2 separate regions of the Mus musculus genome follow, and region 2 is linked to region 1. The links are chromatin contacts, called in public promoter capture Hi-C maps. All regions are on one chromosome and are shown on one strand. The core of a region is the stretch at or near the end of the contact, and the rest is flanking DNA. Distances in the headings are between cores, read along the strand shown.

The links. Promoter capture Hi-C pulls out the DNA fragments that hold promoters and counts their contacts.
Region 2: a contact with region 1 is called in a promoter capture Hi-C map of liver, with 2.8 times the contacts expected there. The contact joins the promoter of Aars here to the promoter of Marveld3 in region 1. A contact is called at or near these places in 2 of 39 promoter capture datasets (hippocampal neurons and liver).

The regions. Positions count from the first base shown.
Region 1 is chr8:109,960,194-109,963,758 of GRCm38.p6, reverse strand. It overlaps Marveld3 (MARVEL (membrane-associating) domain containing 3), which reads left to right and starts at 1,554. Exons shown (of 3, transcript NM_212447.2): 1 at 1,554-2,043. The coding sequence starts at 1,652.
Region 2 is chr8:111,032,107-111,035,671 of GRCm38.p6, reverse strand. It overlaps Aars (alanyl-tRNA synthetase), which reads right to left and starts at 1,830. Exons shown (of 21, transcript NM_146217.4): 1 at 1,409-1,830.

The DNA of each region.
Region 1 (3,565 bases), core at 305-2,804:
ACTCTTGATTTCGGGCTGGAAAGGGATTTCAGAGATTAGTGTTCGGCGTGATGGTGATGGAGCCATGGACCGATGCCGGGGTGAGGAGGGACAGCCACTGGGAGTTTGTGGGGCTCCAGCTCTGCATCTTGTACCCTCGGTGGTGACGTTGACAGAACTTGGCATAGAGCCAGGCAGCAAAGCCTCTGCAGAAGTAGCCAGAGGCCAGTTTATAACATTCTCAAAGTGAGATAACTGCACGGAGGAGCCAAAGACAGTTAACAGCTCTTTTGCCAACGCCCATTCTCCATGGATGAGAGCCTCAGAGGGCGATACTTCCAGCTTCCATAAGAAATGAAATGCCAAGAGCTTTATACAAAGCTCAGGAAAGGCATTGCCTGCGGCCATGACCCTTCCTTAGAGCTCACCAGAGGGTCACCTCTTTGCCCTGCTGGAACATGAGCGTCCAGCCACCACGGTGAGTGCTGTAGACACAGGAGGTGTCACCAGATTCACATATGTGGGGATACAGGAGTCAGTTTCAGTCTCCAACTCGGCCCATCCTTCCTGATTCCTCAATTCTACTCAGAGCAGAGCCTCACGTTGTCTTTCTAGCACGTGTCCTTGTTCCCATCCAGTCTTTACGCAAACTGGAGCACTATCTCTGTCCAAAACGACTTCCCTGCGAACCTCCCGCACCTGCTGAGTCACGTGCTCCTGCTCACTTGCTGACCCCACTAGCAGAGCCAGTTTTCTGGTTTTTAAAAAATGTTCTTGGCAAAATTAAAGGCTACTAATAACGAGTAGAACAGTTCTTTTCTTTTCTTTTTTCTTTTAAGTGTTTTATAAGTTTGGGCTGTAACTTCTCTGAGGAGGGAGAGGACCCGTGGGTGAGAGGCTGGCTGAGCGGGTAGGTGGATGTGTGGCTATCTGACTGTGTGGGTGGATGGCTGAGAAGAAGGGTGGATGATGAGTACGCTCTGGGGAAGCAAACTCAAGACGCTTTGTAAGTTGGTCGACAGGAAATCACCACTACTGGCTTCATTTGGGGGAACTCGTCATAGCTGCTAGGAGTGAGGTCACCCCACCCAAGTTTAGATCAATGGAGTTACCAACTCCTCCCCCTAATGAGCTCTCTATCGAAAAGCTCAAATCCATGCCCGGAACTGTATTAGTGGGTTTAATGATCTTCGTTTGGGGCTGGGAATATAGCTCAGTGGTACCATGCTCACCTAGACATGCAAGGCCCTGGGATTCAAACCCAGTACCATGAAAGTAAAGAAATAAATGATTGGTCTGGCGTCCTAATAGCTCTAGCAAGAGACAGCCTTTGAAGGCTGAGCTGATTTGGTCACATCCTTTTGCCTGCTCCCTGGGCCATTTCCCTTTGATAATCCTATAAAACCTAGGACTGACATCTATTTCAGCAAGAATCCACCTCCCACTCTCCAGCCCTCGTCCACCCCACTCCCACCCCCATCCCCTCTGGCCGCACCACGACTGCCCCCTGGCGGCCAGTGGCAGGTGCGCCCTCTCCGGGCCGCTGGAGGGCAAGTGCGCGTGCGCACAGGTGAGCTGTACCGCCCCGTCCTTGAGCTTGGCCACCTGCCTGGGAAACTTATGGTTGGTTGTCGCCCTCGGATCGTTTCCGGGCGGGGACAGGAATCCGGCCATGAAAAATACTTCGGGGCACCGTGAGCCCCGGACCCGTCCTAGAGAAAGAGACCCGGACCGGCGCCCGCACCCGGACCGAGACCACCACGTCGAGCGGTCGCGGGACCGAGGCGGGGACAGGCACAGGGAGAGGAACGGTGACGTGAGAGGAAACGGGGACCGTCGGGCGGGCCGGGAACAGAGAACGGACCGAGACCAGCGCCAGGACAGACACAGGGACGCGGGCCATCGCGCATCCGAACAAAGAGCCTTGGAGAAGTCCCGTCAAAGCCGTGCGCGGCCCGAGCCCTGGGGACCCAGTTGGGACGCAGCCCCGACTCCGGGACCCGCACCCTGGGGGCCCCCAGAGCTGTCGCAGAAGCATGGCCTCGGGCGCCGCGGGTTGGAGAGGTGAGGGGTGCACCTGCTAGGGACCAGGGACCGCCGAGGGTGGAGGAGAGATGACATAAAAGAAAAAGTGGGAAAGCCCGAGAACCAGAGGAAGGAGGAGAGTTTCAGGACTGAAACTGGAACGGTTTAGAAGGCTAGGTAGGTGGGGCTAGCCGGAGGGCCACAGACTCTTAAGTCTTGTTCCCTAGCCTTCCCTCTATACCTTTCAAAGTCCAGCTTCCAGGTTGGGGGGGGGGCTGAATAAAGTTAGCCCAACGAAGAGTTAATAGTTGGACTCGCTCTTCCTGACAAGGCTATGTATGCGCAGCAGACTGCTAGCAGAAGCCGCCGTTTTAAACACGAAACTAAGCCCACCTAAACGTTCATTCTCCGGTGATGTGTAACAAAGTCAGTGAGGTCTTTCTCAGCAGCTTGTTTCAGACCGTAGGTTTGTTTAAACCCCACCCTCATGAATAGACGAACTTGGTCTGTAGGTCCCGAAATTCCCCTGTGTCTTTGAAGGTTTTGTGAATGAGGGTGGAAAGGACTAGCAGGGGACCGGTCGTCATACCCCCTCCTAGAGACTCAGCGCGCCATCCAGTTGCACAGATGTGGAACCAGGCTCTGGGGACTGGGTAAATAGAATAAAATAGGTGTCCCTGAGGGCAAAAAGTGTGTGTGTGTGTGTGTGTGTGTGTGTGTGTGTGTGTGTGTGTGTGTGTGGTTGTCAAAACTGTGCATTCTTTTCCCTGGAGACAACTCTTCTAGCTGATGATCCCCAGCCTCTGCCATTAGACTTGGAGCCTCTGCCATTAGACTTCCACACATCAGGGAAAGCTGCTATCATGAGTTTATGTTACATTATCTAAAGCCAACTCACCTCGCGAAAGCTGCGCCCAGATTTGGGCTGCTCTTTCGGTCTTTGACACTAGCTATTGTTTCCCTGGCTGCACCCATCTTGGACTGCAACCACAGGAGTAGAAAAACAAGAGGTACATTTGTGCGTTTCCTCTTAAAACCAGAGTCCTCATTACCCCGCCTCACCCCAGAGTGAATAAAAGACATGCAATTGTTCGTGGCTTATTTAAAGGTTTGAGGCCAAAGGGCAGCTTCTCTCTGTCTGCTCTCCTCCTAAGCATTTATTGGAGGGAGGGAATGCAGGGACCCGCATGCAGTAACTTACTGTCAGCGTTCAGAGACTGACTGGCAGTGAAAACAGCCACCAGAGGCTCAGGATGCCAAGGAAGGTGACCTAGAGCTGAGTTCTGTGGAAGGAAGACAGAAGACAGTAGAAGGCGATTCAAGTAGAAAAACCGCTTCCTCTGTGCCCCAGAAGCCTGGGTTCTTTAGTGGTGAAGGGCAGCTCACTGCGGCTGGCTCGGTACGCCTAGGTCGTAAGTGTGCACAGTACCAGAGTCTCCTGTGTGCTGATGAAAGGTTTAAAGATTTCAAACCAAAGAGAGATGGGGTGGCTTCTATGTCCCCAAAGCAGAATGCAGCCTCTTGTTGAATCTTGGGCAGAGCCTGGCATATGTTAGGCAAA
Region 2 (3,565 bases), core at 581-3,080, 1.1 Mb before region 1:
CTTTTCAGCCCTCCTTAACAATGGCTACAGTTCGACTTTACCTTTAGAGTCATTGTTGCTGAAGAAAACAACCTGCTTCTCTCCACAGACAAGCTGAGGGAACATTACTTTCTAGAGCACACTTGAACCTCCCACCTTTGCCTAAGTAATGAATGAGGACTGTGTGCTAAGAGCCAGTGGAGAACCAGTGCCCCCATAGGGTGGCCACTACATACAGACTACACCAGAGTTGTATACTGGGATCTAACATGTCCATTACCCTATGAAGACTGAAGGCTGTTGAAAGCTGTGTCCCCACTCTGACCATCCCAGAGCTCGGGAGGCTGAGGAAGGAAAATGGAGGGTTGGAGGTTTCCAGGTCAGAGACCCAGCCCCCAATAAATAAATAAATAAATGAATAAATAAATAAAGTTTCCAACATTAAAACTTGTTCTTTCCTCAATATACATAACACGTCTGTAGCAGAGGCAGGTCCGAAAACAGTACATCCCAGCAGGGGCTTAAAAGGCCTTCAGAACTTTTATTTATTTGTTTGTATTTGCAAGCTTGGGGCCAGACCCAGGGCCTTGAATTACAAGGTGACTTCAGCCACAGGACCTTGTAACATATTTCCATTTACAAGCTAGCCGTTCTGCCTGGCCTCTCCTTTCCCTTCTTCCTAATGAGGTCGTTTTGATCAATCACAAAGAAACATACTTAAGCAAACCTTTCCTTTCTTCACCAGGTCTCTCCTCTTTATACTGTCTCCTAGCCTCAAATGATTTATTTGGTGTGACTATTTAATGCTCACCTCCCAATCACAGTCTATGTTACATCTCAGTAGGAATCCTGGCTGGCTTCACTTCACCGTTACAGTGTATTTTCAGTATCTAGTAAAGTGGTCGTCACCCATGCTCATGATTAATTATACTAATCTGTAAATAGCATGCTCTGCACTAACATACTCCAAAGCACACCAGGAAACTTAGACTGTTTGAAAAAATTGCTGAATATATTTGTTCGGGTGAACCTGAAGGTATCAACTATTCTGTTTTTAAGAATCGAATCGGGCCGAGGGTCGTAGCACACGCCTTTGGTCCCACCACTCTTGAAGATCTCTGTGAGTCGAGACCAGCCTGGTCTACATAGTGAAACCCTGTCTCAAAACAGCAACAGAAAGAAGCGAGTCTGGAGTGCTGGCTCACGCCTGTAATTCCAGCACTTGAAATGCTGAGGCAGGAGAACTGCCGCGAGTTCAAGGCCAGCCCGGGTTACAGAGTTGAGTTCAGGCCAGTCTGGGGTAAGGTGTGAGAACCTAATAAAGAATGAATGAAGATGCCTCTTAGAGAGACTCCATTTATCTTAGTCACCCTGCTCTTCAGGCCTGGTTCCCTAACCCCCTAAGAGATTAAAATTAGAGGAGACAAACCCTTAGCTCTGGGTGGCGACTGAAGAGCAACCGCGATCTTCCCAAGGTCTTGGTCCTCTGCAAGTCCACCAGAAACCACACCACTCTCAGTGCTCCGAGGGAATAGCAAAAGCTACTCTCGAGATCCGGCTCCTGCGGAGACCGGGTCCTGACCCAGGCCAGGGGCGGGACCGCCCGGCAGCCCGCTGCAGCTGCCCCTCCCCCTCCAAGCGCCGGCTCTTCTCGTAGAGCTCTCGGGGCTCACTTGCTTTTTTTCCCGAGGGTCCGGGTCCCCAGGTCCTTCCTTGCCCGGAGCCCACCGCCACTCGCCGGCAGTTACCTGCTCCCTCAGATGCGCACAAGAAGCTATACTCACCCGCCACAACCGGTGCCAGAGCCGTACCTCACCATCCAATCAGAGCGCTCTGATGAAAAGTGACCCGCTACGCCTTGTCATCCTCTGATATGATTGGTCCACTGGCATGCCAATCATTCGGAGCGCGAATGAGCTAACAAGCCGGTTTCTGGGAAGGCTCCTGGGCTCGGCTGATGCAATGCTCAAGAAAGCTAGGACATGGAGTGTCACGTGACAGGGTTGACTATTGGCTTCAGGAGGCAGACATTTTGGGTTCTATTGGCAAAGCCCTAATAGTTGACAGTTAACAAGAGGAATGAAAACATGAATTTGGTGGCGATCACAGATTTTGGCATAGAACTGTTTAACTGCAAAGTGATACACGTACCTCAAAGGTTCGTTTTTCGGCCTTTTGAAACGGAGCAAGGTGGTCTTGAAATCAGGGGATTTGCCAGTCTTGCAGGTGTGCACCAATCAAATGTTCTTATTGTTATCGCGTATAGATCGGCATGCCTTCTTTAACGGTACCCTGGACTGAAATAAGTGCTTCAACCACGCCGAAGCGCTTTGGCACTGACTGATACGTCCGGTTCTCTCTTTGAGACAGGGTCTGGATAAATTGTCCAGGTTGGCCTTGAATTTTTCACTCTTGTCTTAGCCTCCGGAGTAGGAGGCAGTACAGTCCTGTGACATTAGGCATAGCTTTATATTTGTCCTTCAGGTCCCAATAAGAAGAAATTCGGGTCTTGATTTTGAAGAGGAAGAAATGACGTAACCCAAGTTAAAGGACATCTGTCCCTCTGTTTGCTTTAGAAAACAAGTCAACATTCTTAGGAAACGCCTACAACGGTGACGCACATCCATAGTCCCAGCACTTGAGAGCCAAGAGGATCAGAGCTTAAGGCTACCCTTGGGCCTTGGGCACAGTCTCAAAATAACACACACAAAACCTAAAATCTATAGGTAAGGCATCACACTAAAAAGTTCACACACCGTTTAATTTTTAAACTGTATTATCAGGTCTGCTAGTACCACTTTTTCACAGATGAGGAAACCCCAAATTACACGAAAACTTTTTCATGATGTACAGCTTTACAGAACAAAGAGAGTCATAAGTCAAGGTAATTTTAAAATATAGTGATGGTTATATCTGAAAGGCGACTATAGCAAGATGGAAAGCTTTTCTATAGACCCAAGATGTTATCTGATGGCATCTTTAGCTTTTTGGATGGTGGAAGCCAGTGGTCTGGTAAGTTAATAGATTCCAAATGGTTTCTATCTGTTAGTACAAGACTTTATTAGTTCAAACACAGAAATGGACAAAGAATGGTTGTTTTCAGAAGGCCAGAACTAGTCCAAGACAAATTCAATTAGCCTGTGAGCTTACGACATTCCTGTCTTCACAGTACTGACCTCAGATCTAATCAGTCAATTAGTATCCACAGACATAGTATAGTCTCTTTCCAGTTTTTGTTCACAGCTATATACCAAGACCTTGTCTTTTTATTTTTATTTTTTCCTCTGTTTTTACATAGTCCCTGGCTATCAAATAACTCAACAAATAAACCAGGATGGCCTTGAACTCACAAAGATTTGCCTGCCTCTGCCTCCCAAGTGCTAGGTTAAAGGCCCTTGCAACAGGATCAGCTTTTCTTTTTTCTTTTCTTTTCTTTTCTTTTTCTGTCTGTCTGTCTGTCTGTTTGTTTTTCGAGACAGGGTTTTTCTTGTATAGCCCTGGCTGTCCTGGAGCTCACTCTGTAGACCAGGCTGGCCTCGAATTCAGAAATCCGCCTGCCTCTCCCTCCCGAGTGCTGGGATTAAAG